Linked DNA regions of Sus scrofa: region 2 is linked to region 1. Evidence: chromatin contacts called from public promoter capture Hi-C data. All regions are on one chromosome and are shown on one strand. Each heading gives the region's core, a stretch centred on a gene start, on an enhancer-like site or on the middle of the called end of the contact. The rest is flanking DNA. Distances are from core to core; before and after follow the strand shown. Region 1 holds the start of JAK3 (tyrosine-protein kinase JAK3). Region 2 holds the start of FAM129C (niban-like protein 2).

Evidence for each region. Promoter capture Hi-C pulls out the DNA fragments that hold promoters and counts their contacts.
Region 2: a contact with region 1 is called in a promoter capture Hi-C map of fetal liver, with 2.2 times the contacts expected there. The contact joins the promoter of FAM129C here to the promoter of JAK3 in region 1. A contact is called at or near these places in 2 of 5 promoter capture datasets (fetal liver and liver), 1 of 47 Hi-C or Micro-C datasets (embryonic fibroblasts) and 1 of 2 datasets of contacts at active chromatin or transcription factors (alveolar macrophages).

What each region holds. Positions count from the first base shown.
Region 1 is chr2:59,904,362-59,911,445 of Sscrofa11.1, forward strand. It overlaps JAK3 (tyrosine-protein kinase JAK3), which reads left to right and starts at 1,540. Exons shown (of 24, transcript XM_005654907.3): 1 at 1,540-1,695; 2 at 6,904-7,084. The coding sequence starts at 6,917. RPL18A (60S ribosomal protein L18a) reads right to left here and starts at 1,881. Exons shown (of 5, transcript XM_021083534.1): 1 at 1,690-1,881.
Region 2 is chr2:60,182,545-60,189,425 of Sscrofa11.1, forward strand. FAM129C (niban-like protein 2) reads right to left here and starts at 3,228. Exons shown (of 17, transcript XM_005661181.3): 1 at 3,005-3,228; 2 at 1,554-1,684. The coding sequence starts at 3,059. It overlaps PGLS (6-phosphogluconolactonase), which reads right to left. Exons shown (of 5, transcript XM_021083556.1): 5 at 4,146-5,369. The coding sequence ends at 5,283.

The sequences.
Region 1 (7,084 bases), core at 290-2,789:
TTGTTAACCACTGAGCCATGACGGGAACTCCTCATTGGCATTTTCTTATTGTATTCTAGGAATTGCTTCTACAATGAAGATATTTGATCCACGACATGAGTTTACCATTGTTTCCAGTTTCTCTTGTGTATTCTTTGACAGGGTTTGTGGGCTTTTTGCTAGTACAAACTTTGAGAGGTTTGCACCACTCAAGTTTTTGATTTTTTGGGAGGCACATTCTGGGCTCCACCTCCTGGAATCTCCTAATGGAGCCATCACATGTCCCTCTCTGTGGCTGACGGTGCCACCTTTGTCCTGACCCTGTTTGCCTTCTGCTCATTCCCTACATTCCACAGTGACCATCCCACTGGAGTTTCGGGGCCCCAGAAACTCACTGTTTTTCCTGGAGGGCAGGAGCCTCCCTTTCAGGGCCAGGGTGGGTGTGCGTGTTTGCATTCCTCTCTGCTGAAGCCATCCAGGAAGTGAAACAAAAATGCTATGGCTAAGCCCCCATGCTGCACTTCCTGCCGCAAGCTTGCTGTGGCTCCCACTCTGCTGAGGACACAACCCATATCCCTTCCCTCTACCCTCAAGGCCCCACTGATGCCTCCAAACAAGTCTCAGCACAGCGTGTCCCTGCCACCCTCCCCTTCTCAGGAACACTGTGATCTTGTCCAGCTTTGCCTGGGCTGTTGCTCTGCCAGAACTCTCCACACATCCAGCTCACTCTCTGGCTAATCCTACTTGTCTTTGGATTTCAGTATCAAAGTCACTTTCTCCGGGAAGCCCTCCCAGACCAAATCTCTCCTAGCAGCCTGGCACCGAGGGCCACTGAAACACTTATTGGATAATCGCTTGTCATCTCCCCTACTAGACTGTTGGCTCCACCAGGAAGAGACCAGATCTACTCTGTCCCCTGCTGTGTCCCCAATGCCCTGCACACAGGAAATGGCTAATAAGTGTCTGTGAGCAACTGAAATCAATGAAATCTGTACCAAAGCTATTTTCGTGCCAGGGCTTGTGACAGGATTATACAGAGGAAAGTGTTCTCTAAAATCTATCTCCAAAGCTCTACTTTCTGGGGTGTGTATCCTGCAAAGAATACTGGCCTGGGTCTGACCTGGACACTGTCCCAGTCCCCTGCCTCTTCCACTCATGAGAGCCTAAGGGGTGTAAAAAAGCATCCATCAGGAATTCTCACTGTGGTGCAGCAGGTTAAGGAGCCAGTGTTGCCTTTGTGGCCGCAAGGGTTCAATCCCCAGCCTGGAGCAGTGGGTTAAAAGGATCTGGTGTTGGCACAGCTGTGGTGTAGGTCCTGCGCAGATCCAGCTTCATTCCTTTCCCTGGGTGCAAAATTAGTTCCTCTGGGTGACCAACCCACATATGCCACAGATGGGTAAACTGAGGCCCTAGAAGTCAGGATGTGCCCCCACCCCTGGTAAGACCTGGGCTCTTCTCTGTGCCATCACCCTTTCCCTTAGGTCTGGGGGCTCCAGCAGCCTGTCTGAGCAGGACTGCGTCTACAGAGGCTTCCGGAACTTTCTGCCCCTCCCTGCCACCGTCCCCCACATGGCCATGACTTTCGGTAAGTGACAGCGGCTCAGGAAGCCGAGGGGCCCACACAGGAAGGAGCGAGTGGGACTTTCCTCCTCTTGTTGCTGCCCCACGGTGGCGGCTCTGCCCGCCTGTGGCTGCCCCAGGGTCACCCACCTCCAGGTAAGACAGGTTAGAAACGGTGCCGCCACAGGGCTCTGGCTGGGGGTGGCGGGTGGGGGTCCAGGGAATCCGTGTGGTGGCTACAGACAATGCCAAGTTTGCCTTCCAGGCCTCTGAGGAAAGCTGCCAGATGTGCGCTGGGACTGCTGGCTCCGGCAAAGTGCTCCCCTCTCTGTGCCTTAATTTGTCCTCAGTGAAGTCCCAGCTCCCCAGACCTGAAAGAATCTTTGCGCATGCGCTCAGTACTGGGGAAGCTGTTCCCAGCCCCCAAGTTGCCAGGCCCCAAGCCGGAGCACTGGGTGACTAACCAGATGTCCCAGCATGTGGGACTTTTGGTGTTAAAACAGGGGCATTTTTCTGGGCCCCAAACACCACCTCTGACTTTCTTCCTCTTTTTTTTTTTAACTTTCGCTATTTAAGCAATCTTGTTTCTTTAAGATTTGTTTTAAACAAAATATGTGGTGTGTAATTCCATTTAGATAAGGTTGCAAAGTCAGGCAAGAGCAGGGCGACTGTTAGAAATAAGACTGTGGTTACTTCTGTGGGGAGTGACAGGGGCCCCAGAGCTCCTGGGCCTGGGCGTGTTCCAATTGCTGGTCTGGGAGCTGGTGACACTGGAGTGTCGCTGGTGGAAAGTTCTCTCTTCGCCATGCCCTCCTTCCCTGACGATGAGCGCCAAATCACTGTGCTAAGGGACCCTCCTATCTGGTTGAGCTGGCATTTGTCAAGTGCTTGCAGGACATGTTACCAAGGATTTGTGCCACTTAGTGTGGATTAAATGTGTTGACAGCCTTGGCTGGGCTCTGCAAACCCCCTCACCCAATCAGCTGGGAGCCAGCACATTCCACAGCTGAGAAAGTGGGAGCATTGCTGGGGTCACAAAGCTGGGATACGGTGGGGCTGGAATTTGAACCCAGAGTCTGGGGTTTTCATCTATCCCCTGTCTCCGGTTTATAATCTGGGTGTGTTAAAATCTCATTCATACTATCTATCCTCCCGCCATTAATTTGGAACATAGTTGTTGTTGGTTTTTTGGTCTTTTTAAAAGGGCCACACTCCCAGCATATGGAGGTTCCCAGGCTAGGGGTCTCATTGGAGCTACAGCCACAGCAATGCCAGATCTGAGCCACATCTGTGACCTACACCACAGCTCACGGCAATACCGGATCCTTACCCCACTGAGCAACGCCAGGGATCAAACCCACAACTTCATGGTTCCTAGTCAGATTTGTTTCCACTGCGCCACTATGGGAACACCTGGAACATAGTTTTTACCCAACATTCTCTTCTTCTTCTTCTTCTTCTTTTTTTTTTAGAGCCACACCTGTAGCATATGGAGATTCCCAGGCTAGGGGTCCAATCGGAGCTGTAGCTGCTGGCCTACACCACAGCCACAGCAATGTCAGATCAGAGCTGTGTCTGTGACTTATACCACTGCTCATGGCAATGCTGAATCCTTAACCCATGCTCGAGGCCAGGGAACAAACCAGCGTCCTCATGGATGCTAGTCAGATTTGTTTCCACTGATCCATGATGTCTCCTTTTTTTTAAAACTTGTTGTTTGCAAAGAGTTCCTTTTTTTTTTTTTTAAATCACTCAATGAATTTATTACATTTATAGTTGTACAACATCATCACAACCAAATTTTATAGCATTTCCATCCCAAACCCTCAGTGCATCCCCCCACCCCCCAACCTGTCTCATTTGGAAACCATAAGTTTTCAAAGTCTGTGAGTCAGTGTCTGTTCTGCAAAGAAGTTCATTGTGAACTTTTTTTAGATTCCACATGTAAGTGATAGCATTTGATGTTGGTGTCTCATTGTCTGACTGACTTCTCTTAGCATAACTTCTAGTTCCATCCATGTTGCTGCAAATGCCGTTATTTCTTTCCTTTTAATGGCTGAGTAATATTCCATTGTGTATATGTACCACATCTTCTTGATCCACTCCTCTGTTGATGTCGATGGACATTTAGGTGGTTTCCATGTCTTGGCTATTGTATGCAGTGCTGCAGTTAACACTGGAGTACATGTGTCTTTTCGAGTCATGGTTTTCTTTGGATAGATGCTCAGAAGTGGGATTGCTGGATCACATGGTAATTCTATGTTTAGTTTTCTGAGGAATCTCCATACTGTTTTCCACAGTGGTTGCACCAATTTACAATCTCACCAACAGCGTATGAGTGTTCCCTTTTCTCCACACCCTCTCCAGCCCTTATTGTTTATAGACTTTTTGATGATGGCCATTCTGGCTGGTGTAAGGTGGTACCTCATGGTGGTGGTTTTGATTTGCATTTCTCTAATAATGAGTGATGTTGAACATCTTTTCATGTGTTTTTTGGTGATCTGTATGTCTTCTTTGGAGAACTGTCTGTTTAGATCTTCTGCCCATTTTTTGATGGGGCTGTTTGTTTTTTTGGTATGGAGCTGTAGGAGGTATTTATAAATTTTGGAGATTAATCCCTTGTCAGTCGATTCATTTGCAAAGATTCTGTCCCATTCTGTGGGTTGTATTTTCATTTTGTTTAAGGTTTCCTTGGCTGCGCAGAAACTTTTAAGTTTAATTAAGTCCAATTGTTTATTTTTGTTTTTACTGTCATTACTCTAAAAGGTGGATCTGAGAAGATGTTGCTGTCATTTATGTCAGAGAGTGTTTGGCCTATGTTTTCCTCTAAGGGTTTTATAGCATCTGGTCTTATATCTGGGTCTTTCATCCATTTTGAGTTTATTTTTGTGTATGGTGTTAGGAAGTGTTCTAATTTCATTCTTTTATGTGTGACTGTCCAGTTTTCCCAGCACCACTTACTGAACAAGCTGTCCTTTCTCCATTGCATATTCTTGCTTCCTTTGTTATAGATGAGTTGGCTGTAGGTGCGTGGGTTTAATTCTGGGCTCTCTATCCTGTTCCACTGATCTATATTTCTGTCTTTGTGCCAGGACCATACAGTTTTGATGACTGTACCTTCATGGTATAGTCTGAAGTCCAGGAGCCTTGATTCCTCCAGCTCCATTTTTCTTTTTCAGGACATCTTTGGCTATTCTGGGTATTTTGTGCTTCCAAAAAAACTTTAAAATATTTTGTTCTAGTTCTGTGAAAAATGTCATTGGTAATTTGTTTTGTTTGTTTTTATTTTATTTTTATTTTTTTGCTTTTTAGGGTCACACCCAGGGCATATGGAGCTTCCGAGGCTAGGGGTCTAATTAGAGCTACAGCTGCCTGCCTATGCCACAGCCACAACAATGCCAAATCCTTAACCCACTGAGTGAGGCCAGGGATCGAACCCTCAACCTCATGGTTCCTAGTTGGATTCGTTTCCACTGAGCCATGACAGGAACTCCTGTCCTTGGTAATTTGATAGGGATTGCGTTGAATCTGTAGATTGCCTTGGGTAGTATAGTCATTTTGATACTATTGACTCTTTCAGTCCAAGAGCATGGTGTATCTTTCCATCTATTTGTGTCATCTTTGATTTCTTTCATCAGCGTCTTGTAGTTTTCAGAGTACAGGTTTTTGTCTCTTTAGGTAGGTTTATTCCTAAGTATTTTATTCTTTTTGATGCAATGGTAAAGGGGATTGCTTCCCTAATTTCTCTTTCTGAGCTTTCATTGTTAGTATATAGAAATGCAGTCGATTTCTGTGTATTACAATGTCTCCTTTAAAAAAAAATTTTTTTTTTAATGGGTGCACCCATGGTGAATGAAGTTCGCAAGTCAGCAGCTGAATCCAAGCCACAGTTTCAGCCTATGCCACAGCTGCAGCAATGCTGGATCCTTAACCCCTTTTCCCCAGGGGTGGAACCCATGCCTCCACAGCTACCTGAGCTGCTGCAGTCAGATTCTTAATCTACTGGGCCACAATGGGAACTCCCAACATTCTCTTTGTATCTTCTTCACTTGGGTCAACTGAAGTGGAGCTTCTCCACTTCCCTTCCTTTTCCTCATTGGGGCTGAAACCCAAACCCTTCCTCTATCCAGCCAAGGGTCTTGAGCTCAGGGGTCCCCCAGGGTGTCAGAGATCTGGAAGTTAGTTGGTGAAGAACGCCTGGGAATAAGGTGGGTGGTTTCCTCCTGGGTCTATCTAGGGAGGGCCTCCTACTATCGGGGCCTAATGGCAGGAGTGATGAAGAGGATGGAGATGTAGGCAGCAGGAGAGACAGACACAGGCAGACTCTGTTAACTGAGTCATCAGTCTGGATCTGCCCCTAAGGCATGCATCACACCAGGTGCAAAAGCTTCCAGCCCCCTTGGAGTTCCCGTTGTGGCTCAGTGGTTAACGAATCCGACTAGGAACCAGGAGGTTGCGGGTTCGATCCCTGGCTTTGCTCAGTGGGTTAAGGATCCAGCATTGCCATGAGCTGTGGTGTAGGTTGCAGACGCGGCTTGGGTCCCGTGTTGCTGTGGCTCTGGCATAGGCTGGCAGCTACAGCTCCGATTAGACCCCTAGCCTGGGAACTTCCATATGCTGCAGGAGCGGCCCAAGAAAATGGCAAAAAGAAAACAAAAAGCTTCCAGCCTCTGCTGGAATACCTCAGACCCACAGAGAGGGATGGCCACTTCTGTCCCTTTAAACACCCATGTGTACAAGCCAGTGCCCATCTGCTAGAAAGTAAATCCCTGTATCTGTGATTGATTCTTCATGCCTGTCTGGAGAAGGAGTTGGAGAGGGTGTGTGTGTGTGGAGGCTGACCAGAGATGTCTGCCCTGGGCATCAACAAGAGTGTGGCATATGAGTTCACACACAAAAATTGTTTTTCTCTTTTTCTTTTTTGGCCACCCTGTAGCATATGGGGTTTCTGGGCCAGGGATTGGATCCAAGCCACAGTTACAACCTATGCTGCAGCTGTGGCGACTGCAGGATCCTTAACCAACTGTGCCAGGCCAGGGATGGAACCTGCATCCCAGTGCTCCAGAGATACCACTGATCCCCTTGCACCAAAGCAGGAACTCTGAGTTCACAAAAAGTTGTGTGTCTATCTTCCAGTCCCCCAGCACAGCCTTCAGCTGGTGGGTAATGGCTTCTCATCCACCTTGCACACTCAGCTCCCTTCTCTACCTCTCTGTCTTTCTGTGTATCTCTGGTCCCTTTTTCCTCCCTCTTTCTCCAGCTTCATCCCTACCTCAGCCTGCAGTATCGCTGCTCCCTACCCCCAGAGGCTTTCTAGCCTTGTCCCCTGACTGCAACTGAGGTGCTGTCTCTTTCTGTGTCCAGCCAGGCTGCACTCATGGCACCTCCAAGTGAAGAGACACCCTTGATCCCTCAGCGCTCCTGCAGCCTCTCCTCTTCAGAGGCTGGTGCCCTGCATGTTCTGCTGCCCCCTCGGGGCCCTGGACCCCCACAGCGCCTATCCTTCTCCTTTGGGGACCACTCCGCTGAAGAGCTGTGTGTTTGG
Region 2 (6,881 bases), core at 1,978-4,477, 280 kb after region 1:
CTGGAGCCAGGGAGCCCCACCCCAGGGCAGGCACAACTGAGAGAAGGGGCATCTGAGAGAGGAAATCTCAGAGCTCCGACTGGGACAGGGGACCCAGCGTCACAAAGAGTGTGGGCTCTGGGTTTGAACACTTTGCGTCTTGCTGGCAATGTGACTTTGGGCAGGTCACTTCACCTCTCTGTGCCCTATTTTCCTCACTGGTCAAAGACCCATCTCCTGGGCTGGTAAAGACCGAGTAGGTTGGGCAGGGCGTGTGGATATCCTGGGCACCACTTTCCAGCTCAGGAGACATTTGGAGCTTGGCCTGGGCAGCTCCAAGCTGTTTTGTTCCATCCACAAAGTCTTCCTGAGCCCCTACTAAGGACAGGCATAATATGGGCACATGGGGTCAGGGTGAAGTGGAGAAGAGGCTTGCCCCTATCCTTGCAAAGCAGACAAATAGAGGTGGTGGGTATGTGACCAGGGAGAAACAGACAATTTGGGGGGGGGGTGTTCCTAGAGGAGGTGCCCGAGTTAAACGGGGCAGTGGTAATCAAGGAAGGCTTCTTGGAAGAAGTAGCAGCCAAAGTGTGGGGAGGAATGGCACATGCAAAGGCTGGGGGGTCCCATGGGAGTGCTGTGCCTTGGGGTGCTGCACTCAGGCAGGCCACACCTTTTCCAGCTTCAGGGCTTTTGCATTGCTGTGCCATCCGCCTAGAATGCCCTTCCCATTCTGAGTTCCATCTCTGGCTCCTTCTAATCCTTTACATCTCAGCTCAAAAGGACCTTCCTACACCCCAGTTTCCTGCCCCCGACACCGCCTTTCATTTTGTCTTTCTAGTACCTATCTGAAGTTATCCTGAGTTCCCGTTGTAGCTCAGAGGCTTAAGAACCCAACATAGTGTCTGTGAGGATGCAGGTTTGATCCCTGGCCTCGATCAGTGGGTTAAGGATCCGGTGTTGCTGCAAGCTGTGGCATAGGTCAAAGATGCAGCTTGAATCAGGCATTGCTGTGACTGTGGCATAGGCCTGCAGCTGCAGTTCTGATTGGACCCTAGCCTGGGAACTTCCATATGCTGCAGGTGTGGCCCTTTAAAAAAAAAAAAAAAAAGAGTTTATTCTGCATCCTGATGTTAACTTGATAACTAATTTGTCATCATTCCTCCTCCCCCACCCATTAGACTGTGAGCTTCAAAGGCCAGAGCAGGATCTGTTTCAGTTACTACTCTGTCCCCAGCATCCAGCCTGGGATGTGGCATGCAGTAGATTAAATGGCCAGTGAATGTTCCAAGAATGAGGTGTGTGTTGGGGCTTTTTTGGGCTGCACCTGTGGCACGCAGAAATTCCTGGGCTAGGGATCAAATCCATGCCACAGCAATGACCCAAGCCAGAGCAGTCACAATGTTGGATCCTTAACCTGCTGAGCCAGCAGGGAACTCCAAGAAGGAATTTTTAACAGTTATCCCTGGTCAAGGAACTAGTGAAGGCAAAGGTGTGTGCAGCAATCCTTGAATGAATGAATGGCCTCTTTCACCTCGCCCACTCAACATCCCCTCCCCTTTTGCAGCACCCACTTTGCTGTGCAGTAGCTGGCATCCGGCTGGCTCCTGGGGGCCCAGCTCTTGGGAGATCTGCCACAGGACCGAGGCTGCCAGTTGCCCACGGTAGCAGGGCAGGAAGTTCCTCAGTAGGGTGTCCACCTGGCCTGCAGGGACAAGGTAAGGTGGCTGAATCAGGCTCCCTCCCAACCTGCTGAAGGTAGGGGCATAATAGGCAGAGAAGCCACTTATTGACTCCTGCACTCATCCCGAAGTTGCCCAAAAAGATTTGCTCCAATTCCATTCACACTTAACCCTTCACTGCCTGTTTTTATCCACATGGGGGTTGGGAAGGGGGAGTTAAAGGACACGGGCTTAATTTGTAACTGAGGTTCAACACACCTTAATTGTACAAAGCATAGAATTTAATGAGTTTGACATATATACACACCCATAAAACCATCATCATGATCAAGATAAAAAACAGAGGGATTACACCTGAAAGTTCCCTTGTGCCCCTTACCTGGGGAGATTTTCAAAATCTTAAAAGCTTCACCCAGCATAAGGGACCTTTCTGGGATGACGGAAGTGTTCTGTACCCTGATCTAGGAGGTGATTACATAAGTGTTAAAGTTCTTCAAGCTGCTCCTCTAAGATATGCGCACTTGACCGTATGTAAAACATATCTATTTTGCCACCTGGAATGTGGACTCAATGACTGGAGCTTCAGCAGCTATTCTGTGTCATGAGGCAATCTCAGGCAAAGAAGCCACACAAGGTAGAGCCATGAGATGAAGATTTGGATTGTCTAACTTTTACCAGCCTGCCTGCCACTGTACCCCTCTATAGGAGGGAGAAATAAATCTTTATCTTGTTTAAGCCACTACAGGAAAAAAAATTCTGACACTTTGCAGAGCTTATTGATTCCAATGGTGTAATGATAACTTGACCTGGTTTCCTAGTCTGGATAATAAGCCCACCGTGTCTCTAGCACCCAGTAAGTGCTCAACTGTGAGTACAGAGGATGGAGGACACTGGCCCTTCTCTGTCTCAAATTGGGAACTGTGACTTGGTCCCTAGAGTCCACACAGAAAGTTCCCTTGTGCCGGGTGAGGCTTTTAAGATTTTAAAATCTTTGCAGACTTATGCTAAAAAAGTACTCCTTATTTACCTGGCCCACTTGGGAGGATCATCCCACAAGATCTGGCTGGGCTTGGGCACTGCCTACCTGGCCCCATGCCCTGAGTTTGGTTACCAGATTTACCAAATAAAAGTACAATACACCAATTAAATTTGAATTTCAGGTAAATAAGGAATACTTTTTTAGCATAAATATGCAAAATCTGGGACACACTTAAACTAAAAAAAAAAAAAAAAAAAAAAAAAGTATTCATTGCTTACCTGGAATTCACATGAATAAAGCATCCTGGGTACAACCCGCCCTGAACCCCATCCACCAACCTCCTGCCCCTTCCCATTCGGCTCACCTCTCAGCTGCTTCTGCTGCCGCTTGTCCAGAGGGCTTGAGGGCCGCCCACCCATCCTGCTGCCGTCCCTTGGGCTCCCCTGAGAGTGAAGCAGACACTCCTCCCTCCCTACGACCCCTAGACTCCTCAGTTCAGGACACACTGGGGTCAGAGCGGCCAGTGAGGGTCCTCCCTGCTGTGGAGACCAGCTGCCTGGAGTCAGAAAGCAGAGCTTGGTCCCAGTGTGTGTGGGATGCCTGCTCCCTGTCCTGCCCTGCCCCCCACCCCGCCCCACCCTGCACCTGTGTCCTCCTGGTTCCCCTGAGGCCAAGTCCCCCAGAGCTGGTGGTTTCTGTAGGGACTTCCCCCAGGGGATGGGGGTGGGAGACAAAAGTCCTAGCTGGCTTTGGAGGACCTGCTAGCAGTTGTTGGTGTGGAGGGGCAGGGAAGGGATGGGTGGACAAACCTACCCCTCCTGCTGACTGTACCTACCCCATGCTGGGTGATTCTGAGGATCCAGCCCTGCCCCAGCCCCAGGCTGGGAAGACAGAACTGGACTGACGCCCCCAGTCCCTGCGGTCAGTGCTGGGGCACGGGAAACGGATGAGGAGCCACTGCTGTGCCCTGGACCGATGGGGCATGTCCTCTCTGTTCCTGCTTTACCAGTCACATATAGCACTGGACTGGGTCAGATTAGTCGGGCCTCCCCACCGCTTCACCTGTTTTTCCAGTGCCTGGCACAAAGCAGCCCTCAGTGTTTGGCAAAGGACGGAAGGGAAGGAGGGAAGGAAGGTGAGGAAGCAAGAAGCAGGAAAGAAGGTTGGTTTGCACTTTAGGCTGAAATATGATCAAATGGAGGTTTCACAGGCTTTCAGATGAGGGGAGTGTCAAGTCCTAGTGGGCGGAACACAGACATGATGGCTAGAGCACAAGCAGTCACTCTGGACCAGGAGGTGAAACTCACATGACAATGGCACAACTATAATGTGATTTGAGGGGGAGGTCCTCCAAGAGTTTATGACATTGCTCCATCAGTTCTGGCCTCCTTCTAGAGAAAGAGTTAAACCTCCATTTTGTGTAAACCACTAGGAACATCTGTAATTCTCACCAATGCCCCAGGATTCATTTCTTTTTTTTTAATTTTTAATTTTTTTTCAGCTGACAGCCTATGCCACAGCAATGCCAGATCTGAGCTGAGTCTGTGACCTACACCACAGCTCAGCAACGCCAGATCCTTAACCCACTGAGCAAGGCCAAGGATTGAATCCGCAACCTTATGGTTCCTAGTCAGATTCGTTAACGACTGAGCCACGGCAGGAACGCCCCAGGATTCATTTCTGCTTTTAACTTCATTCATGCCAGCCCGAGTGCCTTCCCTGAGCCGAGTACTAGGGATGCAGATGTGTGCGAAACAGACTATAGTTCCGTCCCCATGGACCATTGGTTACACAACAGAACGGTCAGATAATACTGGCAAGGGAGAAAAATGGAACAAGAAGAAACAGAAAATGCTAGGGGTGAGGAAGAGTCAGGGAGGTTACGTTGCCCCAAGATCTGAAGGAAGTGAGGACCAAGCCTTGCAAAAAGCTGGAGGAAAGAGAATAATAGGTATCGGGTAGCAGGTACAGCACATGCAAAAGCCTCGAGGTGGGAATGCACTTGGTTGGGAAGAGTGAAGGAGGAGCAGATGTTAAGTAGGAGGGGGGATGGGTGGCAGGGGCCACACGGGGGCTTGTGGGTAGAATGAGAAAAGTGGGTTTTATTCTGAAGATGGAAGGGAACCTCAAGCAGGCCTGGAGCTGGCACAGCTGCTTCAAAGGAGAAAGGAGTACAGAAGGAGTGACACAGCTCAGTCAGGGACCCTCACTTGGGTCCCTGTATCTGTCTCATCTTTTTCCCTTCATTTCTAGGCACCCCTGCCCTGATCTCTGCCTAGGCTTTAGGGGTCACGGCCACCTGCCTTGGCCCAAGGCCACGGCTGGGCTAATTTCCTTCCAAGCCTCTCCTCCGCATTTCTCAATCTGTTTCCGCCCAGGCCCCGTCCCACTTCCTCACTCTCACATCTGAGTGATCAACCTGGACAAGACGTTGAAGGAAACTTCACTTTCTGTGGTTTCAGTTTTGAGGTTTCAATTCCCACGTCCCTTGCCCACCAGCCTCCCCCAGTCCCTAGAGCCAGCCAAAGCTGACACGTGGCCCATGAGCAGATGCTGCAGTCCTTACATACAGAAGCAGCACCTTGGTGTATTTGATGTATTCAAGGCTCTGAGCAGGCCTGCAGCATGGCCAGAGGCAGAGGTCATGACTGGTCCTCTGTGTGCAGTGGGAGGTTGCCTAAGTGAGTATGAGTTGAATTGTGGCCCCCAAAGGATGTGTCCACAGGCCACTATGAAAAAGAAAGAAAAGAAAGCACGTATTAGCTAAGATGTATAGAAATTTGAACCCTTATGCACTGTTGGTGGGAATGTAAAATAATACATTTGTCGTGGAAAATAGTATGGAGGTTTCTCAAAAAACTAAAAACGGGAGTTCCCGTTGTGGTTTAGTGGGTTAAGAACCCAACATAGTGTCCGTGAGGATGTGGATTCAATCTCTGACCTCGCTCAGTGGGTTAAAGATCCAGTGTTGTCACAAGCTGCTGTGTAGGCCGGCAGCTGCAGCTCCTATTTGACCCCTAGCCCAGGAACCTCCCTATGCCGCAGGTGCAGCGCTAACAAGAGAAAAAAATTAAAAATAGAATTACCACAAACTATCACATTTAGAATGGATAAGCAATGAGGTCACGCTGTATAGCATAGGGAACTATATCCAATCATTTGTGACAGAACATGTTAGAAGATAATACAAGAAAAATAATGTATATACATGTACAACTGGGTCACTCTGCTGTACAGCAGAAATTGGCAGAACATTGTAAATCAACTATAATAAAATATATTAAAAATAAAAAAATAAAAATAGGGAGTTCCGTCGTGGCTCAGTGCTTAACGAACCGGGCTAGCAACCATGAGGTTGTGGGTTCGATCCCTGGCCTCGCTCAGTGCGTTAAGGATCTGGTGTTGCCATGAGCTGTGGTGTAGGTTGCAGACTAGGCTTGGATCCCTCATTGCTGTGGCTGTGGTATAGGCCGGCAGCTACAGCTCCGATTAGACCCCTAGCCTGGGAACCTCCATATGCTGCAGGCGTGGCCCCAAAAAGACAAGACAAAATAAATAAGTAAATAAAAATAGAATTACCATATGCATATAACCTAACATTTCTACTTCTGTATGTATATCCAAGAATTGAAAGCAGGCTCTCGAAGACATTATTTATACACTCATGTTCATAGCAGCATTATTCATAATGGTTAAAACATAGAAGGAACTTAAATGTCCACTGACTGATGAATAGATAAGTTAAAATGTGGTATAATGTGATATATTCATATCTCTTTTTTTTTCATTTTAGGGCTACACCTGCAGCATATGGAAGTTCCCAGTGTAGAGGGTGGAGGCGGAGCTACAGCCACTGGCCTATGCCACAGCCACAGCAACGCCAGATCCAAGTCATATCTGCAACCTATACAACAGCTTGTAGGAATGCCAGATCCTGAGTGAAGCCAGAAATCGAACCTGAGTCCTCACAGAGACGTCAGGTTCTTAACCCACTGACCATCAACGGGAACTTCTAGTTGAGGATCTTGAGACGAGCTCATCCTGGATTTAGGGTGGTCCTATAGCCAACAAGTGTCCTTATTAGGACAGGACGCAGAGACACACACACAGAGAAGGCCATGTGACAACAAAGGCAGAGTCTGGAGTGATGTGTCTACAAGCCAAGGAAGGCCAAGAATTGCCAGCAGCCATCAGAAACTGAGAGAAGCCTGCAAGAGATTCTCCCCTGGAGCCTTCAGAAG